Regions from separate parts of the Mus musculus genome. Here all the other regions are linked to region 2. A link is a contact called in public ChIA-PET and HiChIP or PLAC-seq data. All regions are on one chromosome and are shown on one strand. Each heading gives the region's core, a stretch centred on a gene start, on an enhancer-like site or on the middle of the called end of the contact. The rest is flanking DNA. Distances are from core to core; before and after follow the strand shown. Region 1 overlaps Slc6a6 (solute carrier family 6 (neurotransmitter transporter, taurine), member 6). Region 2 holds the start of Ccdc174 (coiled-coil domain containing 174). Region 3 overlaps Fgd5 (FYVE, RhoGEF and PH domain containing 5). Region 4 overlaps Nr2c2 (nuclear receptor subfamily 2, group C, member 2).

Region 1 (2,920 bases), core at 156-2,655, 180 kb after region 2:
AGTCTGTTTAAGATAAGCTGGTTAGCTAGTTAATGGTGGTCCCAGCACCTCAGGAGGCTGAGGCAGAGGAAGGGCTAGAGCAAGTGAGTTTCAGCCCAGCCCAGACAACACAGCAAGATTCCAGATCTTTATCTTTTGGTTTGGCTTGGTGTGGTTTTTCTAGATAGGGTTTCTCTGGTCTCTATAGACCAGGCTGGGCTCAAACTCAGAGAGATCTGCCTGCCTCTGCCACCATGGCCTGCCTTCAGATCTTTTATCTTTTAAAAAACAACAACAACAACAACAACAACAACAACAACAACAAAAACCTAAATAACCAAACAACCCAGGGTCTTATTCTGCAACCCTAACTGGCCTTAAATTCCTAAGCTAAATAGAGCCTGGGCTAGAAAGACCTCCATGCCTCAGCCCGCCTGTGGGAGGATGACAGACATGTTCCACCAGGATCAGCTTATGGACTCATATGTGAATGCACACACCACTCCATTATACTGTGGTCACCTCTGTGTGGTGGGACCCTTATCTCTGTATTGAAAACATGACTTTTATAGTCAGAGTAAACATGATAAGTAAGCATTTTCTCACCGTGGAGGCCTCCAGGGAGCAGGACATCGGTATCCACAGGCAAGCAGGAGTACCTAGCAACCTAAAGGACAAGCACCCTAGAGAACAGCACCCTGGGAGGTAGACTTGCCTCTTCAATCGAGGGGATGCAGCCTCTCTAGGGACTCCTTCGATGAGTCTTGTGCTTGCTACTCAGGTTAGTTGTCCTGAGCCCATAAAACTCCCCTGGACTCATCACGTGTCCATGTCACCTGTTCTGCCAACCCCCGTCCTGCAGTGTACTGCAGCTCTCTTGGCTGGATATAACTACTCCATTATAGAGGTTAGAGTGTGAGGCTCAGAGATGTTTAGTGACTCCCTTCAGGGTCACACATCCTGCATAGGCTGGGGCTGGGCTAAGAGCTTTTTTGTATTGTAGAGAAAGCACTCCAGGCATTACAAAGGGCCACAGAGCCACATCCCAGCCCCCAGACTTGGAATGAATTCAGACCTGCCTTAAGGCTAAAAAGATAGATCTAGCCCTTCTCGGGCCCCAGGAATATGTGGGAGTGGGCCACACCCAGAACTCAGACAGCGTATCATCCCTGCATAATATACTCCCTGCAAACCCCATTGACCTCCACATAGAGGGTGGAGGGGAGGCCATGAGTCTTTTCAGAAACGGCAAGCCAGGAGGGCTACACAAGAGTGATGTGGGGCAGTCTGAGGGCCAAAGCACCCTCCTAGGTAGCCTGGTGTGCAGCTGGAATCAGCGCTGAAGAGGAACAGCATGGTCGCCATCTATGCTCTGCCTAGGACGTTGCCAGGCCCCGTGGGGCCAGTCACTTGCACAAGACTCTTTATCTAGAAACAAAACTCACATTCCAGCCTCAGAGTGAGCAGTGGCCTCCCTGGCTCCCACTATCCTTGGCTGCTCATTAACCAGTAGCAGGAAGACCTTGGAAAAGGGAAGTCGCTGGGGATGGAAGGGGCTCCCCACCTATCAGGAGGGCAGTTGCCACCAAGCGGGCACCAGATTTGGGCAAGTGAGTTCGTGGTTGTGAGAACTTGGGAGGTCCCCCTAAGTCTCAGTTTCCCAGTCTGCACAATGGTGCTGGCTAACAGTACTTACGAGACAACGGCACTCAAAGTCTGCATCCAAGCTGCTGAGGGATGCGGCCTTGCCTGGCACTCAGTAAGCATTCCACCTGTTCATCTGCCATTTTTACTGAAAGAACAAGAACTCCTACCTCCTGCAGCTTAGCTCTTGAGGCTGTAGCATGGTTCTAGGGGTTGTAACAAGCTAATGTGTTACACTTCGAGGACCATCTAGTACCCACAGGCAATAAATGTCCCTGACACACGACCATTAAGGTGAGACTCTGAGCATGGTTCTCTGCCCACTCAATAGCTGCTGGGGGAGGTCTTCTGAGTCTCTGGGGATGGGCATATCTGACATCAGAGAACCTATGGTCTCCAGTTGGCTTTTTTGATACAGGAGCACACCCGGTCAGAAACTGACCAAAAGTGCAATTGGGTCCGACCACAGTGGCAGTTAAGAAGGGTCTCGTGAGAGTCCCACGGATGACCCCAAATTGACCATACACCAGCCCTGTGTCAGTGAGAGACTTCCTCGGAAGCTAAGAGAACAGCTCAGGATGAAGCATTGTTTATGCTGGAAAGCAACGACCCCAGAGCCAATGAAAAAGAAGAGAGAAAAAGAGAGAGGAGTGTGGAATGGGAGGAGGAGATTAGATATTAAGAAATCTCTATCAAGGAAGGTGGAGTTCTCAAATTTGAGAGCAGGGTCCACAAGTGGGTCACAAGATCAACAAAGTGGCAGGACAGATTGCAGGGCAAGGACCTGAACCTGGAACCAGATCACAGGGCAAGGACCTGAACCTGGAATGTTCTCCAGAATGCGTATACACACTCCAGTGTTCCTTAGTAGATGTCAAGATTAAAGGACTTTGAATCCCAAGTCCCAAATCAGCTAAATCAGCCTGAAAACAAATCCTTCTTGCAGGCACTGTTAGGATTTTGAACTTGAAGAAGGGGGGAAACATTAAAGAGAAGAGAAAGCAAGGTGTAGTACCAAGACAATCAGCTGATTAGATATGAGAACTATGTCAATGTTAAATGTCCCAGGCTGATAATCGGGCTGTGGTTACATAAGACAATGGCCTTGCTCTGAGGAAATACATGAAAGACTAAGGGAAGGGGCACCCCACTTGTGACTTACTCCCCAGTGATTCAGCAAAAATACTGTTCGTGTGGTTCTTCACAGCAGTGCACAGGGATAAGAGCCCCTGGCCAGCATCAACCCCAGGACCATCAGAGGAAGGGCATGAGAAACTCAAGAGATTCACTCACAACC
Region 2 (2,957 bases), core at 320-2,819:
CAGTTTAGAGCCACCATGTGGGTGCTGGAAATAAACCATGGTCGTCTGAAAGAGCTGCCAGTGCTCTTAACCTATCTCTCCAGCCCCAAAAACCTTTTTTTGTTTGTTTGTTTGTTTGTTTGTTTTTAAATAACTGAGTTCAGTAATTTCTATTTGAAAGAAATCCACTTAAAGGTACTATTGGCAGGGATGTTAACAATGTAAAGGAGTTTCATTCCAGGACCCAATATTTAAAATTCTGAAGAAGAAGGAGGAGGAGGAGGAGGAGGAGGAGGAGGAAGAGGAGGATTTTAACTTTGTAAATGTATCAATTACCTAGCTATATATCTTTCTATTCTACAACTACATCTGAATCACAAAATGACCAATCAATTCCGGGACTTCGTTTGTGTTATAATTATTAAAAACATTATCCTCCAGACAAGTTAACTTTGGTTTGGTTTTTAAAGACAGGGTCTCACTGTGTAGCTCTGGCTATACTGGAACTATGTAGCTCAGGCTGGCCTCTGACTTACAGTGGCCTCTGTCCACTTGTCTCTGACACTTATGTGCTAAAGTTAAGCGCATGCGCATATACTTCCTGATTAATTCAGTTTGCAAGCACTGAATCCAAGCAAACATGATTACTAAGACCAATTTTTCTATATTAAAAAACAAATTCCAACAAAAAATTTGATACATTAGATGTTTTGAACAATCAGAAAAGGCACCATTTTGCAGTCAATCAAACTGAGCCTGGCTTCTCACACAACAAATCTGTGTGTACATTGAGGAAAACGGGATTCACCTTTGGGTGTCAACTTCATTATCCATTAAGAGTGACAATTAATACCACCTACACTCAAAAGCACTTCTGAGGACTCGATGGCAGCACACATATGAAGCACGGACACAAAATGTGTACAGTGTTTACAAGTTTTCTGCTGAGAGTGGTTAAGTTAGCAAAACTCCTTACATCCTGTCAGACCTTACTGGCCCGGGTACCCCATCCCACAAGGCACTAGCTAACTTGTCTGGATCCTGCTGGGGGGGACCCTGGGAGCCCTGGGAAGACAAATCATATCCCAGTGCTCGAGAAGGGCTTTGGACTAGTGGAGAACCCAGGAAGGGCTCGTCCTCCAAGTCCCTGCGGACAGAGAGCCGGCTGTGGCGGCGGCTGACCCGCAGGATGCGCCCTGAGATCCCTGGGAGGATGGCGTCCGAGACCCGCCTGGGTTCGAGGGGAACGGAGCCCAGGCGCCTGGCGGAGCCGAGTTCAGGATCCTGTGAGTAAGGAAGCTGAGGAGGGTCTCTGCGGGGAAAGGGTCGGTCAGGATCCTTGTCAGATGGGCAGTCCAGGCCCCTGACTTGCGTGGGACAACAACTAGGTCACCATTCTCGACTGAGACAGGCGGAGGGAACGCGGAGCACGGAGCTAAGCCACACTTGTACTCACCGAGGAGGCTGTAACGTCCAAAGGCTTTTTCTTTCGGTCCATCGTCCCGCCAAGGCGTCCAGTCCCAAGACGCAGCCTCCCTGTGGCCTCAGTCAGACCCTACGAGTCCGCCACCCCCACCCGGCAGCAGAACCGGAAGTGTCTTTGATAGGGACGCTGAGTTTGCGTCATTTTGCGACTTGGATTTACGACCTCGGCGCCATCTTGAAAGCGTCAGTATGAGGTCCCTAGTCGCTACGTCGTCATTTTGAGAAGGTCAGAGGGTTGGAATTGATCGCAATTGGCCATCTTGAAGAGAGCAGAAAGTGAGGTGAAAATGACTAGTATTGTCGCCGTCTAGAGAAGGAAGGAAGATAGCTTTCATTGCAACACACACTATATTGACTGGAGAGTCTTAGATGATGGAAAAGAATAGCAGCGTATGAAGAGAGCTAAGTAAACTCCTGTCTCCAACATGAAAACAAAAGGAATTTAATGAAACTGGTAGTGGTGGGAATTATTGTTTAAGAATGGGCTATGAGAAACACTCGTTTTATGTTGGTTTTTTTTTTTTGGTGTTTTGTGATTTGTTTTGTTGGTTTTGTTTGTTGTTTTGCTTTTTAGGCTTTTTTTTTTTTTTTTTTTGAGATGGGGTCTTACTGTACAGCCACCTGGCCTCAAACTCTCTATGTAGACTTGGCTAGCCTCAAATTTGCAACAGCCCTCCTGCCTCTGCCCCCTAAATGCTAGGATTACATGTGTGAGCCACTATGCCCAACAGAATATTTGAATTTTAACTATTCATTCATACATTCATTTGGGGGTCACTGGGTACTCCTGGCTGCCTGGAACTTGCTTTGTAGACCATGCTAGCCTTGTACTCAAAGATACCTGCTTACCTCTTCCTCCCTTATGCTGGGATTGAAGCTGTGTGCCACCACAACCAGCCCCCAGAATACTCTAATTTTGAAATTACTATTTGAATTGCTAAAGAATTAAAAGAATTTTGACCTGGGATTTAGGACAAAATTTCCAACAATTTCTGAAATGGCCCTAAACATGAATTTGCTGTATCTTTGCAAAGCAGTGTTCTCCACATTGATGATGATAAAGTCAAAACAATCAACTCTGAAAAGCACTGAAGATGCTCTGTGACCTACAGTATCAAATGTTTAGCCAATATTTAATTCCTTTTGTTGAAACAAGCACATTCATGTCATTAGGATACAAATTGTTTTTCATCTTTAATAAATGGTGAATATATATATATATATATATATATATATATATACATATACATATGTGTGTGTGTGTGTGTGCGCCAAATTGTTTTAAAGTAATTTTTAAAGTATCCATATATACCTCAAGTCATGAAAATAATACTGGGTAAAAAGAAGTTGTAAGTGAAATAATTTTAAGATATCCTCCCCCCCCCCCGCCCCCTGCAGTTGGGAGGCAGATGCAGGCGAATTTCTGAGTTCAAGGCCAGCCTGATCTACAGCATAAGTTCCAGGACAGCCAGGGCTACACAGAGAAACCCTGT
Region 3 (2,851 bases), core at 230-2,729, 200 kb before region 2:
ATAGCAAGGTCAAGGCATTTGATACTTCCGGTTGCTGGAAATTACACAAACCTCAGTTACTGATGACTGACAGTTGTTTGATTAGGGACTATCAAAGTGTTCCTATGAGACACTCAAGCAAGGATCCAATTAATTGACCTCTACCTAGTTTATCACAGATTGTCCCCAAATACATGGCAAGGCATGGCCCTTGCATGCTACTAATCCAGACTAGTGATCTTCCAGAAAATGTGGTCCATAGGATAAACACTGACAGTAACACTTTAAGAACCATCTTCCTCCAGCCCCTCTTATACTGGTATTAGTTACTTTTCCATTCCTATAACAAAACACCTGGGTTATTAACTTATAAAGTAAAAAGGTTTAACTCACAGTTCTGGAGGACGTTCTTGTCTGAGATCAGGAGAACTTGTTTTGGGCCTCTGGGGAGAGGACACTAGATAGCAATGACAGGAGCCCACAGAGAGCAAACTGCTCAGGGTCAGGAGTATGAGAACAACCTCCCCTCCAAGGGCCTCCTACTTGACCCCACCTCCTAAAGGTTCATCACACTGCACCAGTAGCAGCACACTGCAAACCACAAGCATGTGGCCCTTTGGAGACATTCACCCACCCAAGTCATCCCTGGACCCATGCCACTCCTAGTAGTCCCTCCTCAGTGACTAGTCCAGGAGCCATAGGAGTGAAGGGAGCTTGGTGAGGGCTACTGAGCACATGCTGGCTCTTAAAAGCCATCCTGGCCTTCCTTGGTGGCAATAGACAATGCCTGTAGTCCCAGCTGCAGAGGCAGTCAGTGGTCAGCCAGTCTCTGGGAACCACCTCTGACACTGCACAGCAAGTCACAAAAGCCAAAGGACTTGTTTCCCGTCCTTTGGGACTTGCTATTGTCACGCTAGTTTGCCACCTGCTTAAGCCAATGTGAGACTTGTGCAGAGAGCAGCCACCTGAGTGGACACACCTGCCCCCGACTCCCACCCCCACCGACAGTGAGAATGAATTCAGAAGCCAGAGAGTGCAGGCTGAATCAGTTAACAACATGCTAACTGGTGAAAGCCAGCCCATTGCTGGCCCTACTTCACTTCAGAAAGCAACTTGGGTTGCAGGCCCAGCCTTGGTGGCCACAGGGCCACACTGAGGCCTCTCTGCTTAGTGACCAGATCAGTGAGAAGCTGGATAAAGGATACAGGGTAAGCAGTCATGCCTTGGCCTGCGTGGCCATGATTCCAGATGAGCCAGCAAGCCAGCATCACTCTCCTCCCATTCCCCCTCCCACCACCACCACACACACACACATACCAGGCAGAGTTTGTCTCTGAAGGTTCAGCATCACCAGAAAGACTCAGTGCTTACTCCTGACATGTCAGAATGCTTGTAGAACTGGCCTACACCCCACCCAGCGCTGCTGTTCCCCTTGTGCATTAATGACAGGCATAGACTCCTTCCCATCTCTTCAGACAAACAGCCTAAAGCAATTGCAGTATGCAGGAATCCATGAATGCACTGCCCTCCGCACCCCACCACCAAGCAAGGCCACCCAGGGAGCAGGCAAGGCTGTGCCTGAAAGGTTCTTTAAGGCACTGAAGATGCAGGGAGAGGGATCTGATGGACAGGGCTGCCAGCCTCACTACCACCAACTGTCCTGTCACTGTCCTGAGAAGGAAGTTCTTCCTGTAATTGTATTGGCCACTATGAATGGCCAGGGAGAGATAAGCCTGAAACCAGTTCTCAGAGAACTATAGAAAGAAGAAGAGGTGACAAAGGTCCAAAACAGGCAGGGCCTGGCCTGGTCACATTGCAGCTGGGGACTGCCTTGGTGACTCTGTCTGCTATGTTTTATGGATAATCCAGGCATTTCTATCAAGGTAAATATTCCCACAGAATAAAAACCCTACTTGAGTATCAGATCCAGGATGTTATAGGGTAGAAAACACAAAACATCCTGACCCAGGATGTGGGCCGGCCTCAGAGTCCTGGCTCCACATGTGTGAGGCCCTGGATTCCAGAGCAAGCCCTCAAAAATTTTTTTAATTAAAAAAATAAGCAGAATAAAAGAACAGAGGTCCTTGGGTAACCTTGGGATGTACTGTCTGTCACTCTAAAGAGCTGCAAAGTGACACTGGGCAATGCTACAAGGCATATCAGGGATGCTCCCACTGCCTAGACAGCAGCCCAAATGCCCCAATGGCAGCAGCACTGGCTACACATACTGTGCTGTTCCTGTGCACACATGGGTACTCTTGATAATGTGCAATGCACCAATTAGATCCATGGGAAGTTACTAACTAAGTAGGTGTAATGGCTATTCCCGGTTGTCAACTTGACTATATCTGGAATGAACTACAATCCAGAATTGGAAGGCTCACCAGTGATCCAGACCTTGGGGCTGGAAGATACAAGTTTCTGAACTGGATCTTAGCATGGAGATCTTGAGGCATAGTGGCTATGAATCCCAGGAGACTAAGACCAGGAGATCTCTGAGTTCAAGGTCAGCCTGGGACAAAAACAAGTCCCAGATCCAGGCGTGGTGGTACACACCTTTAATTTGGGCCACACCTTCTTCTGGAGACCTACATAAGGATTTCGGAAGAAGGAAGATTTGCTCTTCTTCGCCTGCTTGCATTTACTTGCCAGCACATCTGTTGGATCTACTACTAGCCTTGTGGGGCTGAGCAACTCGATCCCTGGACTTCCCATTCACAGCTGACCACTATTGGGGAGTTGGACTACAGACTGAAAGTCATCATAACAAATTTACTTACTGTAAAGAGACTATCCATAAGTTCTGTGACTCTAGAGAAGCTTAACTAATGCAGTAGGACATTTATACTACAAGTAAAAATGACTGGAAATT
Region 4 (2,782 bases), core at 205-2,704, 250 kb before region 2:
AACATTTTCATAAAGCAAAACAGTTCAAACATAGTACAGAAAAATCGGCAAACCTAATATGCTACAAATCTCAATCAGGAACTTCTGAATTCTTAACATCCAGGGGGAAATAATGAACAATGCAAATGCCTAAAGGACTACAGGCAGCCTAGGCTAAAAAGAACCATATTCTTCTTATCTGTTTCAAATGACCATGGAATTTGGGTCACTGGGCAGTGAGTAACCCCTCTGTGTTGAAGTTTGCATCACCTGTGTAGCGGGTTTCATCAGAGGGGAACTGATACCCTCTGTATCAGTTCTGATACCCTCTGTATCCTGGACTGTAGAGTCTACCTTTGTTTTAATTTGGGGCTTCTACTGCTATGATACACACCATGACCAAAAGCAACCTAGACAAGAAATAGTTTATTTTACCTCACACTATATCACCAAGAGACAAGACAGGAACCTGGAGGCAGAGACCATACCATGAAGAAATGCTGGCTAGTTCTTCAAGGCTATCTCAGTCTGTATTCTTATATACCCCAGAACCACCTGCCCACAATGGGCTGGACCCACCCATAGCAATCATTAATCAAGAATATGCCCCTCTGGCTTGCCTACAGACCATATATAGAGGCATTTCCTTAACTGAGGTTCCTTCTCAACTTGACAAAAACTAACCAAGACAACAACTTGTGTAACACAAAGGACTGGAAAGTTACTAGTCCAGCTGATGACCTACAAGTTCTGCACTTGAAGCCTTTAAAGGCTCAAATTTAAACAATATAGATGAACACACACACAAATCTATAAGGTGGAAGGATCATGAGTCCCAGTTCACCCTGGGTGCCAAAGGAGACCTTGTCTCAAAACTGAAAAAAACAAAGCCAACAACTATATCTCACAATTATGTAAAACCATGTGATAATAGCAATCTGGTACATAATCTTTTGTTCATAGGCAGATAACCTGCCAAAAACAAGCAATGTACTTATCACACTCTCACACTAGTCCCTAAAAAGAAAAAAAGCCTGCTAGTACTTAAGCATAATAGATATGATTTCCTCCAAATACACAACTGGGTTCTAAATACTGTGCATTTTACTAACAGCTTTGGAAACAAGTTTCTACTAAAGTACACTGCTTAGAGCTGCCCATCCCCCCTCCACCACCACCACCACAAGTAAGTACAACTAGAGAAGATTTCCTGTGCTACCTGCTGCCCCACTGGTCTGCTTTCTTCTACTCTTCCCCAGTCCACTAGCGCTAGTGCACGCACACACACGCACACACACACACTCTCACACACTCACACACACACACACATTTACACTCACCAGCCAATTGTTTCCAGCAGCTTTATTTACATTTTTTTCCCTCAGCAACTTCCTAAGCCAAATAGTAACCAAATTAGCCAGGGGTTGGTGGATAGCCTTCAAACTCTGCTGTGCAGATTCCATTTGCCATAGCAGACAAGGCTGTTTAAAGATGCCCTTTCTGTGACCCTGCTTTGCTGAAGGTCAAGTTTACTATCATTCACTGTAACCAAGGAAGCAAAATCAAAGTGTTTCTGCTGTTCTGCCAGCTAGCTGCTGAAGCAGTCTGTTGACTACCATGATGGCCTATTTCTGGGAAGATGTGTTATTTTAACAAGGCTTCCCTTTACCTAGACTTCTGTGGCTTTGTTAAACTCTTTTCTCACTACCCTTCCCTTTTCAGATCACCTTTCTTTAGTGAATTTGCAGAATGTTACTATGGGAAATAAGTAACTAGAAGCAATTTTAAAACTACATGGCATAGAGAGATTTGGAGAACATGGACAGTCTGCATACAGTATATTCAACTTCACATGCCAAAGCTAATATTTCTATAGTTATGGAATCTCTGAAACATAGGCAACAACATATGGTCTGCACTGCATTCAAAAACCACTCCAAGAACAACAGAATGGACTTGTTTACTGTCTTTAAGAGCTAAGGTTAAGCTATAAGCCCATTTGCCCAAACTGCACATCCTGTGTGTAGTTGCAGGTACATAGGCAGGAAGTACATCAGGATATATACTTGCTCCCAATTGGACAATGGCTGGAAATACCATAGCCTTGTGGGTTCTGGCTTTATAAGCACCTGTAATAGCTACTCTCAGTTGTCAACTATATCTGGAACGAACTACAATCCAGAAATGGAGGGCACAGTTATGACCCAGATCTCAAAGCTGGAAGACACAAACTTTTGATCCAGATCTTGAGGCTGGAAGAAACATATGCCTTTAATCCAGTTTTTGAGGCACACCTTTAATCTGGGCCATACCTTCTGCTGGAGGCCTACAATAAAGACAGTGGAAGAAGGAAGGGTTTGTTCTTTGCCTGCTTATACTTACTTGCCAGCACATCTGTTGGAAGCTACTTCTTCAGGATTCCAGCTTATACAGAAGACCAGCTGAAACACTGAGCCTCATGGCACTGAGCAACCACTAGATTCTTGGACTTCCCATTCACAGCTAGCCATTGTTTGGTTAGTCAGATTGCAGCCTGTAAGTCATTCCAATAAATTCCATCTCTCTCTCTCTCTCTCTCTCTCTCTCTCTCTCTCTCTCTCTCACTCACTCACACACACACACACACACACACACACACTCATTCATTCATTCCATAAGTTCTGTGACTCTAGAAAACCCTAATTACAGCATCTGAATAGCTTTGTGGGTTCTGCCTTTATAAGTACCCAACTAACCTAATTCAGTGCACAAACAGAGCAGAGCTGCAGTCAGTCTAAAGTCTGGGCAGGAAGATGGGCAACAA

The links. ChIA-PET counts read pairs in DNA pulled down with a chosen protein or histone mark. HiChIP or PLAC-seq counts read pairs in DNA pulled down with a chosen protein or histone mark.
Region 1: a contact with region 2 is called in an H3K27ac HiChIP or PLAC-seq map of embryonic stem cells, with 7 read pairs. The contact joins the enhancer-like site here to the promoter of Ccdc174 in region 2. A contact is called at or near these places in 6 of 115 datasets of contacts at active chromatin or transcription factors (bone marrow-derived macrophages, effector CD8 T cells, embryonic stem cells and 2 more) and 3 of 9 other capture datasets (adipose tissue, liver and pancreatic islet).
Region 3: an H3K27ac HiChIP or PLAC-seq map of embryonic stem cells shows a contact between it and region 2, with 4 times the contacts expected there. The contact joins the enhancer-like site here to the promoter of Ccdc174 in region 2. A contact is called at or near these places in 6 of 39 promoter capture datasets (the C10 cell line, cranial neural crest, frontonasal cranial neural crest and 3 more), 1 of 15 datasets of contacts at CTCF or cohesin (pro-B cells), 2 of 484 Hi-C or Micro-C datasets (the 63-12 cell line and double positive thymocytes), 31 of 115 datasets of contacts at active chromatin or transcription factors (the 230-238 cell line, DN3 thymocytes, the SCID.adh cell line and 18 more) and 4 of 9 other capture datasets (adipose tissue, liver, macrophages and 1 more).
Region 4: a contact with region 2 is called in an RNA polymerase II ChIA-PET map of memory CD8 T cells, with 6 read pairs. The contact joins the enhancer-like site here to the promoter of Ccdc174 in region 2. A contact is called at or near these places in 2 of 39 promoter capture datasets (the C10 cell line and cranial neural crest), 4 of 115 datasets of contacts at active chromatin or transcription factors (bone marrow-derived macrophages, memory CD8 T cells, microglia and 1 more) and 3 of 9 other capture datasets (adipose tissue, liver and pancreatic islet).

The regions. Positions count from the first base shown.
Region 1 is chr6:91,699,491-91,702,410 of GRCm38.p6, reverse strand. The region is part of intron 2 of Slc6a6 (solute carrier family 6 (neurotransmitter transporter, taurine), member 6); the gene reads right to left. Among named protein-coding and RNA genes, the nearest start is that of Slc6a6, 17 kb to the right of the region's middle. Within about 2 kb of position 1,405, at least 23 of the 459 cell types and tissues checked have an H3K27ac peak or open chromatin away from gene starts, as enhancers often do. A contact at or near this core is called in embryonic stem cells and liver, where this site is marked.
Region 2 is chr6:91,876,665-91,879,621 of GRCm38.p6, reverse strand. Ccdc174 (coiled-coil domain containing 174) reads right to left here and starts at 1,569. Exons shown (of 11, transcript NM_172730.2): 1 at 1,436-1,569. The coding sequence starts at 1,477.
Region 3 is chr6:92,075,994-92,078,844 of GRCm38.p6, reverse strand. Fgd5 (FYVE, RhoGEF and PH domain containing 5) reads right to left here. Exons shown (of 21, transcript NM_172731.3): 21 at 2,840-2,851. Among named protein-coding and RNA genes, the nearest start is that of Nr2c2, 15 kb to the left of the region's middle. Within about 2 kb of position 1,479, at least 5 of the 459 cell types and tissues checked have an H3K27ac peak or open chromatin away from gene starts, as enhancers often do. A contact at or near this core is called in embryonic stem cells, where this site is marked.
Region 4 is chr6:92,130,908-92,133,689 of GRCm38.p6, reverse strand. All of the region lies in intron 2 of Nr2c2 (nuclear receptor subfamily 2, group C, member 2), which reads right to left. Among named protein-coding and RNA genes, the nearest start is that of Gm46967, 25 kb to the left of the region's middle. Within about 2 kb of position 1,454, at least 30 of the 459 cell types and tissues checked have an H3K27ac peak or open chromatin away from gene starts, as enhancers often do. A contact at or near this core is called in memory CD8 T cells, where this site is marked.